Regions from separate parts of the Sus scrofa genome. Here all the other regions are linked to region 1. Evidence: chromatin contacts called from public HiChIP or PLAC-seq and promoter capture Hi-C data. All regions are on one chromosome and are shown on one strand. Each heading gives the region's core, a stretch centred on a gene start, on an enhancer-like site or on the middle of the called end of the contact. The rest is flanking DNA. Distances are from core to core; before and after follow the strand shown. Region 1 holds the start of ASB13 (ankyrin repeat and SOCS box protein 13). Region 2 holds the start of NET1 (neuroepithelial cell-transforming gene 1 protein). Region 3 holds the start of FBXO18 (F-box DNA helicase 1).

The links. Promoter capture Hi-C pulls out the DNA fragments that hold promoters and counts their contacts. HiChIP or PLAC-seq counts read pairs in DNA pulled down with a chosen protein or histone mark.
Region 2: a contact with region 1 is called in a promoter capture Hi-C map of fetal skeletal muscle, with 6 times the contacts expected there. The contact joins the promoter of NET1 here to the promoter of ASB13 in region 1. A contact is called at or near these places in 3 of 5 promoter capture datasets (fetal liver, fetal skeletal muscle and liver), 1 of 47 Hi-C or Micro-C datasets (embryonic fibroblasts) and 1 of 2 datasets of contacts at active chromatin or transcription factors (skeletal muscle).
Region 3: an H3K27ac HiChIP or PLAC-seq map of alveolar macrophages shows a contact between it and region 1. The contact joins the promoter of FBXO18 here to the promoter of ASB13 in region 1. A contact is called at or near these places in 3 of 5 promoter capture datasets (fetal liver, fetal skeletal muscle and liver), 4 of 47 Hi-C or Micro-C datasets (blood, epiblast stem cells and liver) and 1 of 2 datasets of contacts at active chromatin or transcription factors (alveolar macrophages).

Annotation. Positions count from the first base shown.
Region 1 is chr10:65,273,058-65,275,757 of Sscrofa11.1, reverse strand. ASB13 (ankyrin repeat and SOCS box protein 13) reads right to left here and starts at 1,282. Exons shown (of 8, transcript XR_002336428.1): 1 at 126-1,282.
Region 2 is chr10:65,437,002-65,439,701 of Sscrofa11.1, reverse strand. NET1 (neuroepithelial cell-transforming gene 1 protein) reads left to right here and starts at 1,356. Exons shown (of 11, transcript XM_003130825.6): 1 at 1,356-1,566. The coding sequence starts at 1,474.
Region 3 is chr10:65,107,666-65,110,365 of Sscrofa11.1, reverse strand. FBXO18 (F-box DNA helicase 1) reads left to right here and starts at 1,391. Exons shown (of 20, transcript XM_021065040.1): 1 at 1,391-1,619. ANKRD16 (ankyrin repeat domain-containing protein 16) reads right to left here and starts at 1,323. Exons shown (of 7, transcript XM_005668213.3): 1 at 921-1,323. The coding sequence starts at 1,240.

The sequences.
Region 1 (2,700 bases), core at 33-2,532:
CAGGCCCAATCGGACGCCCCTGGCGACACCTCAGAGCCGGGCGCGTCACCGCTCCGGGCGAATGCAGCCAGGGGCGCCCTTCGGTCCCCACAGCCGGCCCCACGCTCCCCGAGCCCCGCACATACCCACGTCGCCCAGGAAGCAGCCGTCCGCGGTGCGGGGCTCCATGCCGCCGGCTCCCGCGCGCCCCGGTTCCGCCGCCCGGCCACCGGCACCGACGGGACCTGAGCCTGGACTTGGGCCGGGACCGCGCCGCCCGCTGGGCGGGGCCAATCGGCGCCACCGCGCGTCGGCTCAAGGTGGCCGCGCGCTGGGACTTGTAGTTTCCTTCCCGCCCGCGCGGCTCCCTGGGCTCCAGGCCAGCGCCGCGCCGCGTCCACCTGCGTCCCATTCCGCGATCGCTGAATGTGCTGGGCAAAAGCGTTCGCGCGCAAAGTATATGTTCTTTTTGCAAACCTGAGGTGTGTCCATGTGCAGATGGTGTCTGTGTGCAAAACGTCCATGCATCCAGGAGCAAAATATTTCCTCATGCAAAACATGCGCGTGTGACCATGTACACAGGGTGTCCGTGTGCCAGTGTGCAGAACATGTGACCATGTGCGCAAGTGCCCTTGTGCAAAACATGCATCTGTGTGCAAAATGTGTTGCACATGCAAATTGTGCCTGTATGTCCACGTGCAGTGTGTCCAGTGTGCAAAACATATCCGTGTCCAAGTGTCCGTTGCAGAATAGGCCCATGTGTCCATGTGCAAAAAAGTGTCCAGCTGCTGCAACTCCCTACCTTCCTTTACATGGACTGGGCTGCGTGCGCTAAGCTCCAGAGTGCCCCCATGCTTTCATTTTAAGGACAGACTTTCTACAGGAGCTGGCATACTCCCTGTTTCTTTCATCTTTCCAGAGAAATCATTCCAAATTGTTCATGTTCATTAAAACAAACACCTTTTGAAGTCTTGCAGTAGAACTGGAAAATGTGTTTGAGTCCCAGTGGGTGACTGAATAATGGAGCTTTTTTTTTTTTTCTTCTGCAAAGCAGCTTATGAAGTTCAGGTACAACCTTGCCCAAGTTCGTTGCAGCCATGTCAGGGAGTAATACGTGTGAAAGAAAAAGAGAGGAAGCAGAACCAGGCAGAAGGGGCAACCAGACTGCAGTGCAGACCCAACCCAGCAGGAAGCTTGGAATCCCACATTGGGCAGGAAATGGTTAAGCCCCATGTAACCCTATGGTGTTCAGTCATTGGTCAGCTGCCACCCCAAGAAAGGCAGGACTTTGGCTTAAAAACCAAAGCAAACTCTGAATCAGCTGACGTTGGGGATGTCCTCTAACCATACTCTTTGCTTTTAAATGGCAGGTTCTTTCTTTAAGAGGGACCAGAGCAGCCTTATCCCTCAGCTGGACGCCAGTAATCCTTACCCTCCCTGGAGTTTCAGAGCCACTGCTTTAAGGTTACCTGTTTGCTTGTCCTCGTTCATTTCAATACTAAGAGATAATTACACCTAGGTTGTATTCTGCTACTGAGATAATTTTTGCGGTTGTTATAATTTGCTTTTTTGTATTACCTAGTTATTTTGTCGTAGATGTTTCTCTGGATTGGACCAGGTGGTATGCCGGATGGCCCTCCTACCTAAACCAAAGATGTCTAACATTCAAGCGAGGAAGTAAAACTAGCAGTTAATTCAAGAGATGATTGATGATAGGACATGATTGGGGAAATTTCGAGGAAACAAACAAACATCAATTTTGGACCAGTAATGGGCGTTTTTCCACAGAGTGGGTGGAACGGAAGCTAGAAAACAAGCTCTAACCCCGTTTCCTTCCTCTCCTCTTGTCCAGTTTCCTCTGAGAGATTTTCCTCTGTTTGCTTTTTTCCTCCTGTTCTTTCCTTTCTCCACTCCAACATAACAAAAAAACTTCTGTCAGTCAGTAATGTTTATCTATTGAGTTTCCCCCACTCTTTTTTTTTTTTTTTCTTTTTCTTTTTAGGGCTGCACCTGCGGCATATGGAAGTTCCCAGGCTAGGAGTTGAATCAGAGCTGTATCTTCTGGTCCACACCCAGCCACAGCAATGCAAGATCTGAGCCACATCTTCGACCCATGCCACAGCTCACTGCACAGCCAGATCCTTAATCCACTGAGCAAGGCCAGAGTCTGGACCTGCATCTTCGTGGATCCTAGTGGAGTTTGTAACCCGCTGAGCCACAACGGGAATTCCCCATTGAGCCTCCACTGTGTGAAATATTTGACACTGGGCACTATGGGGGATAGGCGAGAATGGAAAATGTGATCCTAAGACCTAAAGAGGTTTCTGCCCCTGCCTCCCTCCTGCTTCCCCCAACCTTGGCCACCATTCATCGGTCATCAGAATTATCTTTTTAAAATACAGATCTGATCAGATCTCATCATGTCCTCAATACGCCAAAGGCCTGTCTCACAAACGACTTGCCATCCTCAGCAATGCTGAGCATTCACGCGTCTGTGCCCTTCTGCTTCCTCTGCCTGCAGAATCCTACTCAGCCTTGAGGGACCAACTTAGATCACCTCTCCCACGAAGGCTGCCTGGTTCCTATAGCCAAATTTAATCCCTCATGCCTTTGTATTTGCCCAGAAACTTTTTTCTTTATATTTTTTTAAACACATAGCACTGTGTTTACACTCTTCTTACAGCATTTGGGGGTGGAGGGTTGTAACGTAGCTAAGTTTCA
Region 2 (2,700 bases), core at 107-2,606, 160 kb before region 1:
CCAGTGCCAGAGAGCAGGATCTCATTGCTTATCCATTCCAAAGGCAATAGTTTGCATCTATTAACCCCAAATTCCTAGTCCATCCCACTCCCTCCCCCTCCCCCTCGGCAACCACAAGTCTGTTCTCCATGTCCATGATTTTTTTTTCTGTGGAAAGGCTCATTGTGCCATTTATTAGATTTCACATATCATATGGTATCATATCATATAGTATTTGTCTTTCTGACTTAATATGGGAGTCTCTAGTTCCATCCATGCTGCTGCTAATGGCATTATTTTGTTCTTTTTCGTGGCTGAGTAGTATTCCATTGTGTATATATACCACATCTTCCGAACCCATACATCTGTCAGTGGACCCTTAGGGTTGTTTCCATGTCTTGGCTATTGTGATTTTCAAAAATTGCAAAATAGAAAGTCAGATTATTAATATCATCCTGAATGCATCCTAAACACTGGTGTTTATAGAAGGATAGCATTGGTCCTTCCTGCAAGAAGTAACACTGTGCTGCAAACTTCAGTAAATTGTTTTTTATACATTATTTGTCCTTATAGTCTCTGACCACTATTATTCTGTAGTATTTACTCTTCAACCTGTTATATATTTTTAGGGAAGAAATCATCTTTTATGTATTTCTTATTAAAAAATCTCTTACACAGGTATCATGTTTTTTACGTATATAGAAGAAATATCTATATTCTGTAAGTGTAAGAAACACTGAACTTTAAAATTCGAGGTAGTTCAATTATACTGCTGCCCATAGCCCCACAGAAGACTTACTTTAGGAAGAGAGGGAACTGAAGCCTGCCTACTGTGCTTACTCTGTTGGTCTTGAGAACGGTGAGAACCAGTTTGTAAAGGCTTGGATAATCTCACAATTGTGAAAATGTTTGCACTTAAGTAAGATAAAAGCAAGGTCCCTGGATAATTAGGCTTTTCTTTAGTGTATACGTTATTTAACTCTGACTTACGATTTTCTTAAAGTTGTCAAGGTGTCCGTACTAAACTACTCTCTAGGTACTCAGGTTTTATAGAAAAAGGATCCTTGTCTGCAACTAAGTCCTAAGGAGGGCAAGCAACCTCGATAAGCAATCGGCTGGTCTCTGGAAAGGCTTTTTGCATCAGGAAAAGCCTCCCATTAACCCAGTTTCCCTTCCCCTCTGGGCTCACCCTGCCAATTCCCAACCCTTGGATTCAGAGCTTTCTCTCTCCCTCGCAGCGAGCCAGCCAGAGGCCTAGGTGTGCCGGGCTGTCAGTTAGCAGTCACGTGGCCTCAGGTGCCGCCCCCGGAGCCGGCGCCCGGCCCCGCCCACGGAGCCTGGAGGGCTGCGGGATCCTCGGCCGCCCGCAGAAGCCGCGCCGCCGGGGAGGCGGGCAAATGGCTGCCTGGGACGGCTGAGCGCCCACGGGAGCGGGGGGCGTCCTGCAGGGCCGACTCGGCGGGCTCAGTCCGAGGGCTGCCGGGGACGGGAAGCATGGTGGCGCATGACGAGGTCGGGGGTCTCCTGCCTATTAAGAGGACTATACGAGTCCTGGATGTTAACAGTCAGTCCTTCCGGGAGCAAGAGGTAAGGCTGCAGAGCAAAGCCGAAGGCGTGCCCTCTAGGTCCCTGGGACCGGGACGGCTTTGACCCGCTATGACAGTAGAATTTTAAACGTAACCTTGGATCGTACCGAATATTGCAGTGTATGACCTCGATTTACAGGCGGGTTTGAAATGTGTTTCGGGACTATGCTACAGATTAAATTTATACATAGCATAGCTTGAGTGTACACAAACTTTTACACAGAGGAAAGATTTTAAATATATATGCTGTTCAATTTGGTTAGATTTCTGTTGCTTATTACAGCTGTTTATTTGGGTTGCGGGGGTGGGTTGTTTGCTTGAGCTGCATTTATGTGTATTACCTGTTAAGTCTTAGGAGCTGCCTTGTGGAGTAAGAGGAAAATAAGAAACCCTCCCTTGCAAGTGCATGCTAGCGAACAAAAAGCCCTCCGACCTGGTGTTCACTTTTAATTTTCTTTCCACATCTAATAAATTCCTCATGTGAGACTTTTGTTCTTCAGAAAGAAAACCATGTTAAAGTATTTAAGCCAGTGAGTCATTATTCAGACACTCCTGCCTTCCTTCCTTCAAGTACCTGAAGCCATTATACTTTTTTAAAGTCTTTATGAACCTTTACCAAAATAAGTGGCGTTTATGCCATTTTATTTACTTCTGATTGTCGATGCGGGACTCTGGGCATTGTTTCTGCAGTGCACCACGGTAGATGTCGGTGGTGTACACTGTCTTGGTGCTTGGTAAGGGCAGTGTATCCTCCGTCTTGGTAGAGCCCTGCGTCGCGCACACACCTTTTGGTCGTTAAACTAGCTGCCATCTTTAGAAGGTAGGCTTTCATTTGGTGTGATTTGGCTTGGGTTTTGTTTTTGTGTGTGTTTGGCCTTGGCTTTTGTGTATGTGTTTCAGTTTTCTCAGAAGTGGTCATGGGTGTAAATACTAAAACAGATCATTTTCTGCACCATCAAGAATTAGTCTTTTTGTTTGGTATCAGACACTGGCCATGCTTCTGGCATACCTTTATTCAAAGATTAAAAACACTAGGAGTGTTCCCGGGTTTTTAGCAACACAGCCTTAAATAAACAATTAAATTTGACTTTTTCTTTTTTTGACAACATTAGGAGAAAAAACCTTTTTTACAAAA
Region 3 (2,700 bases), core at 142-2,641, 170 kb after region 1:
TCCTTACCCACAGAACTGATCTGAGAAGTCTAAGAGGTAATGTGCCTCCACTCTTGAGACCAATTCACTAGCAGCTCAAGAAAATCAGTCTTGGGCTTCGTCGCAGCCAAAGAGCAAACCTCCAAACATCCCAGGCCTCTCCCCTCACCAGTGGGCAAGGTGCCCTTTATTTAGCCATATGGCTGTCTGATGTTTCTTGTTTACATCAGAGCAGGAATCCCTTGAGGGCAGGAGCTTCACATGTTTGAATCATCAGATGTTCATAACCTCTAAGGGGCTAGACCGACCCAGTGAGTACTGAAAACAGTGTGGATCTAACACAACACGACTGCTTGGTGCGATGGTTACTCTCACGGCTGTGAGGTGGTCATGCCAGGCTACACATGTGATAAAAATCAGAGCACCACACGTGCTCCAGTGTAAGGATAACTGATGAACTCTGAGGAAGTCCAGGGATTGTAGCAATGTCACTTTCTTCCTTTTGTTTTCCTGCTGTGGCTCTAAGATGTGAACTTTGGGGGAAGCTGGGGGAAGGGAGCATGGGACTTCCAGAAGCTTTCTTTGCAACTTTCTGTGAACTACAAATTTCAAAATAAAAAAAAAAATGTCATCGGTGAAGTCATCATTTAGCTAAATGTTCCCAGAAGAACATCGCATCCTGGGGCTCATGCGATCTACACGCGGGACAAACAATTCGTAGACTGACTGTCTCTACCTGTTCATCTGTACTGTCCTGTGCTTTGCAACGGGAGGCAGTTTGGAACAGAAGACTGCAACAGTCCCCACAAGGGCAGCGACAAGGTTCGCTGTAGGTCATTCTTCTCTATAGGGGAAGGTTGAGGAACTACAGTGTGGACGGAGTGGGAATTCACGATCCTGCAGGGAAGGGTGCGGGTCTCTCCGAAAGTCCCGCCACCTACCAGTCGGCCTTCTTCAGGCAGTCGACCGCTGCTCCCCGGCCCAGCAGGTATCGCACGCAGTCCCGGTGGCCCATGGAGGCCGCCTCGTGCAGCGGCCGCTTGTAGTCTCGGTTGGTGGCTTCGATGTCCATGTCCCAAGCCTCGACCAGATAGGTCAGGACGTCCAGGTGGCCGTGGCGCGCGGCGCAGTGCAGGAGGGTGTCCCCAGCCGGCCCCGCGCAGTCGGCGCGGCCTGCTGCCCGCAGCTCCTCCCGCAGGGCGCACAGCTGGCCTTCGTGCACCAGCCGGTACAACCGCCGCGGGTCCACAGACGCCGCCATGGCCCGAGATCCTCTACGGGCCGGGACGGCCCGGAGGACCCTCCTCCAGCCCCGCCCCTCCCCGGGACACTCTTCCGGATGCCCCGCCCTCGCCCCGGGGCCCCTCCCCCGGCCCCGCCCAGATCCCGGCCCCCTCCCCGGCCTGGCCCGCCCCCGGGACGCTGCCTCCCACGGACCACGCGTGCGGGCTCGCGCGAACGCACGCTCGGAGCCTGCCGCACGCCCTGGTTTCGCCCCGGAGCAAAACGCTAGGTAGTGGCGGCAGCGTCTGCCGGGAGGGACGCCCGCCCTGAGCCCGAGTTCACCCCGCCGCCGGGAGACCGGAGAGGCCTGCGCGGAGGCCGCACCAATGTGGGTCCCGAAAGCGGGGCAGGCCGGGGTAGGTTCTAAGCGTCTGAGTGCGGACGCCGCCGCCAGTCGGGATCACCTGGCAGCGCGGGCCCCCGGGGGACGGGGTGGAGCCCGCACGTTCCCGCCCCCAGCCCCGCTCCGCCCACAGTCCCGCCCCGCCCGACGCGGCCCTTCCGCGGGTCCCGGAGCTCAGAGGAACTCTGGGAAAGTTTCCACTCGTTTCTTCCGCCCTAGAGGAAGCACGGACGGGGCGGGGCCCGCTTGCGGTAGCCGCCCCTATTGCAAGTGCGCGTTCCGATTGGTCGCTGGGGCAGTCTGTCAGCGCGCCCCTTCCGCACACGCGTTTCGATTGGTCCGGAGCACAGTCCGTCAGCGCCGGCGGCGGGCTCTTCGCGGGGCTGCGGCGGGGGCGGAGCTGGCGGAGGAAGTCCGCGGCCTGCTCGGGCTCGCGCTGCCCGGGGGACGCTGAGACTGGGACGCCTGGGGGGCTCTGGCCCGGCGGCGGCGGCAGGAGCCCCGTTGCAGAGCGCCATAGTGCGTGAGGCCGCCGACGTGGCAGGGTGCGCGGGTGGGGCCAAGCCGTGTGGACGCTGAACCTTTGGGGGTCCTTAGCGGGGTCTGGCCTTGGGGCATGGAGCTGCCCGCGGGGGGCGTGGAGGGGCGCGGGCAGACTGCCGGTGAGGTGCAGGGGCGCAGTGGGGCGCGCACGCGGGGGAGGTCCAGGGGCTCACGGGACGCAGGGGTGCGGCGCTGCTCGGGGCTGTGGGAGTCACGGGGGACGTGGCCTCCGCTGCTGGCCAGCTAGCATTTCCTTTCCTTCTGCGTTGCTGTTTTGACCTTGGGCGAGTCATTTTATTGTATCCTTTTGCTTCCTTTTTTTTTGCAGTCTTCCTTTCCCCTTACCTGAACATTGAGAAAATTAAGGCGATGTGAAAGGGCCTTGAGCTGGTGGAGGGTACATTAAGATCTGAGCCTGCTGTGTGGGTTGATGGGAGAGCTGAGGGTAGCTGTTGAGTTTTTACCTGATCTTACTGGGTGCTAGTCATTCAACCCTCCGGGTGTTTTCAGTTGCTTTGGAGATAAAATGGGAGCAGCTACTATTTGCCAGG